2 separate regions of the Sus scrofa genome follow, and region 2 is linked to region 1. A link is a contact called in public HiChIP or PLAC-seq data. All regions are on one chromosome and are shown on one strand. Each heading gives the region's core, a stretch centred on a gene start, on an enhancer-like site or on the middle of the called end of the contact. The rest is flanking DNA. Distances are from core to core; before and after follow the strand shown.

The links. HiChIP or PLAC-seq counts read pairs in DNA pulled down with a chosen protein or histone mark.
Region 2: an H3K27ac HiChIP or PLAC-seq map of alveolar macrophages shows a contact between it and region 1. The contact joins the promoter of TMEM156 here to the promoter of TLR6 in region 1. A contact is called at or near these places in 1 of 47 Hi-C or Micro-C datasets (heart right ventricle) and 1 of 2 datasets of contacts at active chromatin or transcription factors (alveolar macrophages).

What each region holds. Positions count from the first base shown.
Region 1 is chr8:30,177,465-30,184,150 of Sscrofa11.1, forward strand. It overlaps TLR6 (toll like receptor 6), which reads right to left and starts at 3,186. Exons shown (of 2, transcript NM_213760.2): 1 at 3,129-3,186.
Region 2 is chr8:30,340,398-30,346,787 of Sscrofa11.1, forward strand. TMEM156 (transmembrane protein 156) reads right to left here and starts at 2,236. Exons shown (of 7, transcript XM_013978595.2): 1 at 2,071-2,236. The coding sequence starts at 2,158.

The DNA.
Region 1 (6,686 bases), core at 1,936-4,435:
CTAATTCCATGGAAAATTGATCACTATATGTGACAAAAAGTAGTTTACAAAATGTATAGCAGTTAATACATACACATGCATGTGGAAAAATTAGTAAGATACATACCAGGATATTAACAGTAATTAACTTTACATGGTAAAACTATAAAGAGGTTTTATTTTCCTCTTAGCTGTTACCTGTGCTTTTCAAATTTTCAACATTTAATATTAAGTAGATCTATAAACCAACAATGGAAAAAATAAAAATCATTTTAAAAAAACATTTTGTACACCTTAAACAAATATATGTCTATATTTCAATAAAACTGGAAAAATACATAAAAGAAAATAAAACTTATTCCTAAATAATCTCAAAAAAATAAAAAAAAAATAAAATTAAGTAGAGCACATTATTTGCTCAGAAAATTTACCTCCCCAAATCAACAGTCAATAATATGAATGCCAATCTCAAAAAATAAAAATAAAAAAATGCATATTAAAGCAACACAGGATATAACATCTAAGTGAAACTTCTGATATTGGATTGGATCTTAATTTAGACAGACCTGCTATAAAAGTTATTTGAATAACGCGGTGAGAAAGGATTTTAAGATGGACCAGGTATTAGACTCTATTAGGAAATAATGTTAATTTTTGATAATGTTATTTGGCTATAGGAAAATGCACTTTTTTTAGAGATATAGAATTAAAGCATTTAGAAATGAAATGTCAGAATGCCTATAATTTCAGATATTTAAGCATAAAAAGATAAAGTGAATCAAATGGGAATGGTTTCTTAAATATTTTTTAAAGGTATGATTATTTTCACCTACCAATTTGGGAAAATCCAAAAATATAATACCCAGTGTTGATAGGTGGAACTAAAATGACTCATTTACTGCCAGCAGGAATGAAAAATTAGTACCACCTTTCTGAAGGGCAATTTTTTCACATTTGTAAATTCCTTAAAAATATGCTTACCCTTATTTTAGGAATTCCACCTATCGGAATTTTCTTATTAAGGAATACACATAAAAATATTACTATGAGGATGCTGCTCATAAAATGACGAAATACTGGAAAAAAATGATAAGGACTAGTGTTTAATCAGTTATGGTACACCCATACCATGATGTAGCATGCAGTCTCAACTATTGCCTTTTTAAAAAATAATGTTATATGAATAATGGAATATAAGATTGTTTCCATAAAATTTTAAAAATGAAAAATAAGTAAATTAAGTGTCACCACCCCACCAAAAAAAATAAATCATGTGTATGGTAGGACTCTAATTTTGTAAAATATGATTAAAACCTGACATACACACAATGCCTAGGGGGAAAAAAGAATAGGGGGAAATATATAAAATGCAACTAGTGGTTATCTCTGGATCTCTAAATCACTGACGAATGTAATTTCCTTCCTCATACTTTTGTATATTTCCAAAATCTGTAACTTCTTAACATCGTTTATAAGTTGAAAGGCTTGTCTTAAAATACAGCTAATGTAAAATATTTTATTTTATTATTTATTTATTTGTTTGTTTTTTTATGGCCACACCCACGGCATATGGAAGTTCCCAGGCTAGGGCTCAAACTGGACCTGCAGCTGCCACCCTACACCACGGCCACAGCAACGGCCAGATCTGAGCCACGTCTGTGACCTACACCACAGTTAATGGCAATGCCGGATCCTTAACCCACTGAGCGAGGCCAGGGATGGAACTTGTGTCCTTATGGATGCTAGTCGGGTTCGCTACTGCTGAGCCATGACAGGAACTCCTAAAAATACTTTATATTTAAAGAAATGCACTTATGTTATTTGTATAAAGAGAGAGAGAACGTCTTTCACGTGGTACTAGGTAATTGACATCCCTGAGAGCGAACCCACTCAGTGGTTTCTGGACGGTGTGTGTGTTCAGGGTACTGAAACTTAGCACTAGGTGGGAAAGTTGTTCAGCCTCCCTTCTATCACCCTGCCTCCAAAACATTAATATTCCTCCCCAGTCATTTATACCCTCAGGCGCTTCCTAGTGTTTACATTTAAGCCCGGAGCTTCTCTACTTAAGCAATGAAGTCCTACTTGCACAGCGCAGGGAACTCTTACCCAGCGTCTTGCAACAGAACATGATTGAAGATGATAGGAGAAAAAAAATCTATACATATATGTATGACTGGGTCACTCTGCTGTACAGCAGAAATGGACACAACATTGTAAATCAACTATGCTTTAATGTCTTTGTAAAGGAGAGAAAGAAGGGAAATGAGAGCGGAAGATTAGAGAGTTCACTTTTTTTAAAAAAAAGGAAGTGAAAAAAGATAAAAGGTAAAAGGTGTTTTGTTTTTCCTTTAATGCATCAAATGAAAGGGCGGTGAGGGGGGAGACAGAGGAGGCTCTATATCAAGGGGGGAAAAAGGATGATGGATAGAATCTATGAAAATTGAAACCCTGAAAAAGGAAAAACCGAAAAAACACCGTGCAATTCCTGAGCAAATCAACAAATATGCTAGAGAAATACTGCTTTATTTGTTAGAGTTTAGGTGAGAAAGTTGAGTAAGGCAAGTCCTGGGCCAGTTCTGCCACTTCCTCCGTTAATAAATGTTTATTCAGGGTGTAGTATGTGACAGCACTGAAGTGGACCTTAGCTAGGGACCTAAATATCAATAGCATCGGCATAATTCCTGCTTTCAAAAGCTTGTAAATTAGTGACAGACACAAATAAACAATTATAGAACCATGTGACAGGGAGGATCAAACACTCGTATCTACTATAAAAATACATAACATTTGATAGGTGCCATATTAGCGCCACAAACTAAACGTTACTAAAAACAAGGAACTAGGAAAAAGTGAAAAGAGAAAATGTAAGAGACAAAAACAGAGGAAAGAAAAAGCATTTTAGTTATTTTCCTTAACTATGACAAGAGCTCGTTATTTTGATATCTTTCAATATAGCCGTATCTTTATCGTTCTTGTATTATTTAAAGGACATTTGCAACATTCAAAAGCAAAACTAAAAAACCTGAAAGTCATTTTGCAAAAACTTCAAAGAAACGTTACCTATTTCCTGCACAATCGTTAGCATTTTCTTGATTATTTGAAGTAATGATTCCAGAATTTGAAAAAGCCACAAAAACCTTTTCACTTACCAAGATTTCTTTCTCAGAAGAGGAAATAACTTTTCCTCGGAGGAGAAGAAAATGCAAGTCCTTACTTTAAGTAAAGCAATACCATAGAAACTGTTTTGTGCCATCTGTCGGACATTACTAGAATTACTCCTGCCTACAAATTGCCCCTTCGAAGGTCACGTGTGAAGCAGGTTTTACTGGGCTACAGACTAAAACAGTAATCAAATTTTTAAATTCATATGAACATGCAGCTTATGACAAAGTGTGAAGAAAAATGTTTTTCTAAGATAATATACATCTGTAAGAGTTTTGCAGGCTGACTTAAATTATCACCATAATGGAAAGTTATTCAATTTTGCCTTGTTTCTATTATCACCATATTTAATATTTCCAAAATAATTGAAAATACTATTATCAAGAAATTTTGGAGCATTATTTTAGATACTTCACAATAAAATACTCTTACGTTCGAGAACTGGGTTTTTTATTGTTGTTGATTTTATAATCAACTTTCAGGGATAGTTCAGGAAATTGCATCCTATTTCTCCAAGTTCTGACCAACATTTTGGCATTTTTAGATGTTTTCATTCTCAATTCTAGAATAATAAATAACCCTGAGATCCTACGAGCCTAATTAAAAATCAATTTTTTGGGGGGGTGTGTCTTTTTGCCTTTTCTAGGGCCGCTCTCGCGGCATATGGAGAGTCCCAGGCTAGGGGTCGAATCGGAGCTGTAACCACCGGCCAGAGCCAGAGCCACAGCAAGGCGGGATCCGAGTCATGTCTGCGACCTACACCACAGCTCATGGCAACACCGGATCGTTAACCCACTGAGCAAAGCCAGGGATCGAACCCACAACCTCATGGTTTCTTGTCGGATTCGCTTCAGCTGCACCACGAGGGGAGCTCCTAAAAATCAATTTTTAAAGGTCATTTGGAATAATTTTAGAACAATATCAAGTTTAATGACACAAAAAGAGAATGTCTGGTTAACCAGACACATCCGGCCAGGATACCCTATTTCCAAGACTTTTCTTTAATTGAGGTTCTGTAAAGAACTGAACATCTGAAATAATCATTCGACAGTTAATTCCACTGTCTGGCATTATCTCATCATTAAAAAAATCAAAGTAAAACTCCGCAGTCCGACTCACAACACAGGGGTAAGAATCACTTCTGCTTTCAGAAGGAAGAGAAAGGCCAGCTTCTTACTATTCATTCTTACTCATCAAACCTAACGGGAAGCCTTCTAAGATCCGGGGTCAGGGGCGGTCAGCAAGGAGTGGATGGTCTCTGCTGAATGAGCAGAAGGGTCAGCTAGAGAGGGCTGGTGTCTGGGACGCTGGGAAACCAGCTTTGTGAACCAGGCAGAGCAGAAAGGAATCAGCTACGGCTTTGGGGAATTTCAGGCAACACTGGACCAAAGTCTTTAAGAAACATGCACACAAGAGTTCCTGCTGTGGTGCTGTGGGTTAAGAATCTGACTGCAGTGGCTTGGATCACTGCGGAGGTACAGGTTTGATCCATGGCCCCCGGGAAGCAGATTAAAGGATCCAGTCTGCGAATGTTGCTGGGTATGTCGTAGCTGTGGCTCAGAGTCAATCCCTCTGAATTTGAGGGATATGGGAACTTCATATGCCAGATGTGTGGCCATAAAATTTAAAAAAGAAAAAGAAAAAGAAATACGCACACATGCTCGCAGGCGCACGCACACATATCACTGAAGATTTGGTAACATCACACAGTGACAAAATGCGAGTATTTGGATACAAACGTTTATTAGGGCATTGCATGATGACACTGGTTTTCTGGAACAAGGGGACGATTCTTATTGAAGCTCTTATAATTCTGAGAAATGTCTTTAAGGAAATGACAAAACCCACAAAATCGGGTAATGTGGAAGACAGCATGGCAGTGGCACAAACAAGCAGGCAATGCTTGGCAAACCCCTCACAAGGCCATGTCCAGGCTGTGTGGCCTGGGGCAAGTTGCTTAACCTCAAAAGCTCTGTTTATTCATCCATCAAGTGGAAGTGCTTATGATTTTTAGGGAAGATAATGAATAAAAAGTGGCTGGAATAGTTACTGATACAGAAGACAAGTCATCTTAGCAGGGAATTGTGGAATTCTATGCAAGCCTTACCGGTTTTCTACTGAGGTGGCAAGACTTCAGGATATTTGATTAAATGAAGAAAAGCAAAGGGCAGAGTATGGCGAGTGTGACAGCATTTGCATAAAATCTGGTCTCTCAGACATCTGCAGAAGGTTCCTTCTTGTCAGGAATAAGACACTTATGGAAGAGGGACACAGAGAGAGAAAGGAACTGGCCAGCTGCAAACAGAGGGAGAGACTGGGATTTTTGTAGCCATGAGCCAGGGAATACCCAGAACCACCAGAAGCTGGCACCCCTGCCATCACCCTGATTTTGAACTTCGGACCTCCTTAACTGGGAGAGAGGACATTTCGGTTGTTTTAAGCCACCTGATTTTGGAGTATTTGTTATGGCAGCCATAGGGGTCTAATACAAGGCTCTATAGGCTTGTGTGATATATGCATAAAAATCTTTTTCTGAGGGGACACTTAAGAATCCTTTGCCTTTGAGCAAAAGAACCAAGGAAGAGAGAGATTTTTACTCACCATTTTATATTCTTTTGTCCTGTTTGAATTTTTTTACTACATACATGCATTACTTATTTATTTATTTATTTTTGTCTTTTTGCTATTTCTTTGGGCCGCTCCTGCGGCATATGGAGGTTCCCAGGCTAGGGGTCGAATCGGAGCTGTAGCCGCTGGCCTACGCCAGAGCCACAGCAACGCGGGATCCGAGCCGCGTCTGCAACCTACACCACAGCTCACGGCAACGCCGGATCGTTAACCCACTGAGCAAGGGCAGGGATCGAACCCGCAACCTCATCGTTCCTAGTCGGATTCATTAACCACTGTGCCACGATGGGAACTCCTACTTTTATTTTTTAAAATAAAATAGCATTACAGTAGACAAGATAACATAGTCTAAAGCCAGCAAATACATTATCTCCATACAAACAGAAGCAAAACACTAAAAATTTTTACTATAGTTGATTTACAATGTTCTGTCAATTTCTGCTGTACAGCAAAGTGACCCAGTTATATATACACACACACACACACACACACACACACACACACACACACATTCTTTTCCTCATATTATCTTCTACCATGTTCTATCATAAGTGATTGGATATAGTTCCTTGTACTATACAGCAGGACTTCATTGCTTATCCATGCTAAATGTAATAGTTTGCATCTACAAACCCCAAACTCCCATTCCATCCTACTCCCTCCCTTTCCCCCTCAGCAACTACAAGTCTGCTCTCCATGTCTGTGAGCCTGTTTCTGTTCTGTAGATAGGTTCATCTGTGCCGTATTTTAGATTCCACATATAAGTGATATCATATGGTATTTGTCTTTCTCTTTCTGATTTAACATCACTTAGTATGAGAATCTCTAGTTCTATCCATGTTGCAGCAAATGGCATTATTTTGTTCTTTTTTATGGCTGAGTAGTATTCCATTGTATATGTACTACATCTTCTTAAT
Region 2 (6,390 bases), core at 986-3,485, 160 kb after region 1:
AAATAAAAATTACTTAATAATATTTATCTTAGAAATTAAAGTGAATAGAACATAAGAAAAAAAATGAAAAAAAAAAAAAAAACCCAAGTAACTGATAGGGAGGGTAAGACTACAGGGGAGACTCTCAAGGTTAATTTTAGCACTTCTAGAATACTTTTATCTTCTAAATAATCTTACCAAATATTTTATTTTATGAAGTATACTAATTAACAAGTCATTTCATTTCATAAGGCAACTAGTACTGTGATTAAAAATTACTTTAAAAAAAGGCAAAGCAATTATGTGTCCTTAGTTTAATCAATGTGGGACTGTATCAAATGAGGTGACATGAACTGGCCCCTGGTGGTCTATAAACCTTTATAAAATGGAAACCTTTTTATTACACTATTGCATGTAAAACATTTTGCTTAATAACCAATTTTCATTTCTGGTGGCTCCATGCAAAATTCCTTCTACCCCAAAATGACATTAGGACAAGATGGTGTTTTTCAGTCATGTTTGTTTATTGGCCCCAAGCAGATTTCCTTTGAAATGAAATTCTCCAACAAATCTAACACTCCAAAAAGAGTTGGAGGAAATATCTACATAGCCCTTGGGCCAAGAAAAGAGAAATGGCAATTTTAAGTTTGAGGAAGTAGTAAGGATAATATTGAAAGTTATTGCAATCAGTTAGGAAACTAAGAGAACAAAATCATTATCAGTGATGGTTGATGATGGTTGAGACATCGGCCCCCCCCAAAGAAAAACTTTAACGTGCTGTTGTAGTCACCATTTCTCATAAAACACCAATCAATAGTTAGCAAATAGATCATTAAATCCTTTTAGGCTGGTTACCTGGTTTTCATTAGATCCCATCTGACTTTTTTGGAGGTTCTCAAGACATCCCTCTGACCTACCTTAGACAACTATCAATACTCTCAGCGCATTTAGGTTAAAAATTGAAATAGTTTATCTCCATCTCAATTCTATTTTTATATTTTCACTCAGTGAAATCAAGCATTAAAAATATATGCTATGATTGCTTGATCTAAGCGGCATAATGGCAGAAAACCAAGAGAAATTTGAAAAATTCAATTGCTCACAAAAGTGTACTTTCATAGTGTTTATTTAGCAAAAAAATAAAAATAAAAAAGTATCTGCTACTTGGAATCATGTATATGCAGTATTAAATGATCATTGCAATATGTCATCAAATGTAATTAGCAAAAATATTTTTATCTGGCCACTTAGTCTAATATATGTAACAATAAATCATTGCAAAAAGTTATCTAATATAAGCTTTTCTCTGATTTTAATCAAATTCAAGTAACTTTTTAATGATAGACTATAACATTTTCTTTTTACTTTTTCTTATTAAATTCTAGGGAGCACAATTCCCATTCAAACATCCACACTAATATATTTTCAAAATTTTTGCTGACATATAAATGTAGTTTAAATTTACATCTATTTATATTCCTATCCTAGGTTTCAACAATCATATCACAATTTTCTGAAATATTCAAAGTTAATTTTGTTCCATTTTTCTCTAGTTATAAGTATACACAGGCAAACATCTACTTAAATTTGCACACATCTTATTTTAGTTGTATTTTGAAAAAAAGCTAAATGTTCTTTTTCTTTTTCTTTTTCCAAAAAATGACAGTAAGTTACTTGTGTGAAGTAGTGGTGATGGAGGGAACTCAAGCACTGTTAACATAGCAAATGTTAGTTGCTTTACAAAATAAATCCCAGAATGTAAAAGCATCCTTAACACTGTTCTAAAAGACATTTTCAGAGAGCAAATCATATGATGAGATTATTGTAAACTCAATATGTGAAAGCTATACTACAGATTTTGGTTGTTTTTTTCATTTTTTTAAAAATTTTATCATTGTATGCTACAATAAAGCGCTTACTGTACCATGTAACAGTCAACTACAATTGCAATCTCAGTTTATTAGCTTTTCAGACCCAGAACTTTAGCCCATGCAGCATAAAGCCAAAGAAAAAGATCTTTCCTGTAACCACTAGCTGACATAATTTTTTTTAACTCAAAAAAGGAAAACTAGATTGTAATTAAATACTCACCTCTTGGTGTCTTGAAATATTCTGGCAAAATTAAAATGAACATGATCACTATTGCCAAAAGTAATTTAAGGAGGGCTGTTTTTGTCATGTCTATTCACATGACACATGTGTTCCCCTCAAGTACATTGAAGGCATACTTCTTCCTGGTTTAAGTTTCATTTCTGAGGTACTTTAAGTGCATGCATTTGCCTCATACTCATTTCCTTTTTGGTAAGACTTTGTAAAAAGGAGGGCTTGAACTGAGACTTCTTCATTTTGAGTCACTTTCCACTCAGAAAACTTCTTCTTCTTTTTTTATTTTTTTTTTTTTAGGTTTAAACTTCCTTTATTTCTTTGCTCATTTACTTTAATGAAATTATATTATGATTCTGGTTGAATCTATATTCAATCTTTAATGGCTATGCAAATATTCATGGCTGAGCCAAGCATGTTATGTTTGTGTTTCCTTCCTTGTGTACATATTTTGTTTTTCCTGGAGTTCAATTACCCCTGTCTTTTCATTCATTTACTTTTTGTTGAGTCTCTAAGTCTCTTTTTTAGCAGTTCTTTAAAATTCTGTGTGATTTTCTGAGGATGAGCTAACCCATGAGCTCTGCATTTTTTCCTGAAGACATTCCTTCTGGAAGGTTCTGTCCTCTTCTGTCTGGATTGGTTAATCAGATCCTGCATTATTGTCATCATGGGACTTTACTATCATCTTGAGAATGATGTGCTTAATCCTAATTTCTGGATCCTGTAGCTTTAGTTTTCTTAAAGATTTTTCAGATCTAAAAATGTCTTGCCTATGTTCTCAGCTGTATGATAGGTGGGCTTGGTATAGAATTCTCGACTGAATTGTCACTCAGGATTTTGAGGTATGGCCCATTGTCTGCTAGCTTCTAATGGTACAGATAAGTTTGTTGACCTGATTCCAAGTGTTTTCTTATGTGACCTATTTTTTCCAATCTCAGGAAGTTTTAGAATCTTTATCTCTGGTTTGAAATTTTGGAATTTCACATTTATATGGCTTGATGTAGATACTTTTAAAATTCATTATGCTAAGCACTGAGTGTGCCCCTTAAAACTCCATCAGTTCAACGGGCATTTTTTGAATTAAATACTTGAGAATTTCATCCTCTTGTTTCTTCTATTCACTCTTTCAAGAATGCTGTTAGGTTCTGGCTTTTCAAGATTATTCTGATTTTTTTTTCTTATTTTTCAATTCTATTCTTAATCTCCTTGTATCTTCTACTCTACTTTTACCGTTACTTTATCATCCAGACCTTTAATAGACATCTTTTTTCCAAGGTTTTATACATTTCTAAGGGGGTCTTCTTTTAATTTAGTCATTTTAAATTGTAGCTTATTTCTGTTTTAAGGTTAAAATATATTTCTTTAAAGATATATGAGGGAGAGTTCCCTGGTGGCCTAGCAGTTAAGGACTCAGCATTGTCACTGCTGTGGCTCAGGTTTGATCCCTGGCCTGGGCAACTCTAAGAAAACTATCTTCTATTAGCACTTTCAAAATGTCATCTAAGCAACAGGAGTAGAGAAATGATCTCAAGAGGTAAAGGGGTCTTTTCCTCATTTAAATTTAAATCTATTTCCCTATGCTCACCAAACTGTGTGAGTAAAAATAAACCCACAATACAATCACCAAAATGAAATGATGAATATCAGTTATGTCTAGGTTACAAGGACATCATTCATTCATTCACTTATTAATTGATGGTTGACTCCCTTTTACATGCCAGGCACTGTCCCGGGTTCTGGGGTTCAGAAAACAACATGTCTCAAGACAGTAAACAGTACAGTGTGTAAGGATAAACTAAAGACACCTGCAAGATTTTGGTTCTACTTTACTGCTTTGTATAAAAGCAGAAGAACGGAACTTGTCATTATACCTATATACACTATGATTATTAGTTCAGAATCCACATTTTCCATTCCTGTTTCTTTTTTTTTTTTTTTTTTTTTTTGTCTTTTTTGCTATTACTTTGGGCTGCTCCTGTGGCATATGGAGGTTCCCAGGCTAGGGGTCGAATCAGAGCTGCAGCCCCCGGCCTACACCAGAGCCACAGCAACATGGGATCCAAGCCGCGTCTGCAACCTACACCACAGCTCACGGCAACGCCGGATCGTTAACCCACTGAGCAAGGGCAGGGATCGAACCCTCGACCTCATGGTTCCTACTCGGATTCGTTAACCACTGCACCACGACGGGAACTCCCATTCCTGTTTCAAAAGAAGATATCTCATTATGATAATCCCAGTGAAATAAAGTGCATTGTCTTAGAATATAAATGAAGGATAGGCAGAATTCATGGTGAATAAAGAATCTGTGCAAAGGAATATTTTTATTCCATTGTTTTTTTTGTTTTGTTTTGTTTTTGTTTTTTTGTCTTTTTGCCTTTCTAGGGCCGCTACACCACAGCCACAGCAACTCGGGATCCGAGTCGCATCTGCAACCTACACCACAGCTCACAGCAATGCCGGATCCTTAACCCATTGAGCAAGGCTAGGGATCGAACCCGCAACCTCATGGTTCCTAGTCGGATTCATTACCCCCTGCACCATGATAGGAACTCCCATTGTTCTTCTTCTCTGGTTTTAAAATAATAGATACTAGATATCTCCCATCATTTTCTCCCTACCCACACCCTCTCGTACCCTCACCATCCATTTCCACTTATCCTATATCTTGATCTTGCCCATCCACCTGGGGGCTTTATGGAACAATGGGAAAGCCAGGAATAGGAAGTAGGGAACAGAGGTCATGTTCTGAATATATTGCGAAAATGAATTAATTTCATTTTCATCTGATCAGGGACAACAATTTGATGGGCAAATGGGAATCATGAGTGAAGGGGACTTAGGACCAGGGTCTAAGAACAGTCAAAATGGGAGTAGGGAGTTCCCATCATGGCTCAGTGGAAACGAATCTGACTAGCATCCATGAGGACGCAGGTTCAATCCCTGGCATCGCTCAGTGGGTTAAGGATCTGGTGTTGCTGCGAGCTGTGGTGTGGGTCTCAGACGTAGCTTGGATCCCGTGTTACTGTGGTTGTGGTGTAGACTGGCAACCATAGTTCTGGTTTGACCCCTAGCCTGGGAACCTCCCTGTGCCATGGGTGTGGCCCTAAAAAGTAAATAAAATAAAATAAAATAAAATAAAATAAAATAAAATAAAATAAAATAAAATAAAATAAAATGGGAGTAGACTTCAGACATGACTTATTTCATGAACAGCATCAAAGATCATTCAAAAGGCGTTCCTGCCGTGGCTCAGAGGTTAACAAACCCAACTGGGATCCATGAGGATGCAGGTTGGATCCCTGGCCTCGCTCAGTGGGTCAAGGATCAGGCATTGCCATGAGCTGTGGTGTACGTCGCAGACATGGCTCCGATGGCATTGGCGTTGCTGTGTCTGTGGTGTAGGCCGGCAGCTGTAGCTCCAATTCAGCCCCTAGCCTGGGAACTTCCATATGCCACGAGTGTAGCCCTAAAAAGCAAAAAAAAAAAAAAAGGATCATTCAAAGGAAGAGAGGAATTGATGAGAGTTTTGGCCTGCCCTAAACTGGACTGAGACATAATATCAGGTGGCGTCTTCAGTAGAGGTGCCGGTAGGGACCGATAGGAAACCGTGTTCCTTAATTCTCCCCTTATCAAAAAAGTATTTATTTGATATAGCATCACATCAGTTTAATCTCTGGATTTCTTTTTTTTTTTTTTTTTTTGTTTTTTTTTTTTAGGGCTGCATTCATGGCATATGGAGATTTTCAGGCTAGGGGTCAAATCGGAGCCACAGCTGCCAACCTACGCCACAGCCACAGCAACGCCAGATCCTTAACCCACTGAGCGAGGCCAGGGCTTGAACCTGCATCCTCATGAATGCTAGTCAGATTTGTTTCCACTGAGCCACAACAGGAGCTCCTAATTTTCTTATAAAGGCAGTTAAACCACGTCCTCTTTCATCTTGCTTTTATATTTTTTTTTAATTTTGATTTTATTGAGACTATCTTTGTTAGTGTCTCTTCTATGAACAATAGAGCTTTGGTTCATTTGATAATTCTTTTGTTCATTATAAATTTTATGGACTTGTGAGGTTTTAGTGTGTGCGCAGTGCTATTTCTTATGACCTACTTCTTTCCTCCTCACCCCCTCTCCCCCAGTGTGAGCTCAGCCTGGTCTTCCTATTCTTGAGCACCTAGAAGACAGCTTCCCTAGCTGCTCCATGGGTCTTTGGTCAATGATGGTCTGGTTCATATTATCTGCAGCTGGCTTCTCTGGTGCCACGCAGATGGAGGATGTCAGGAGACTGGTCCAGGGTCCTGAAGTCCC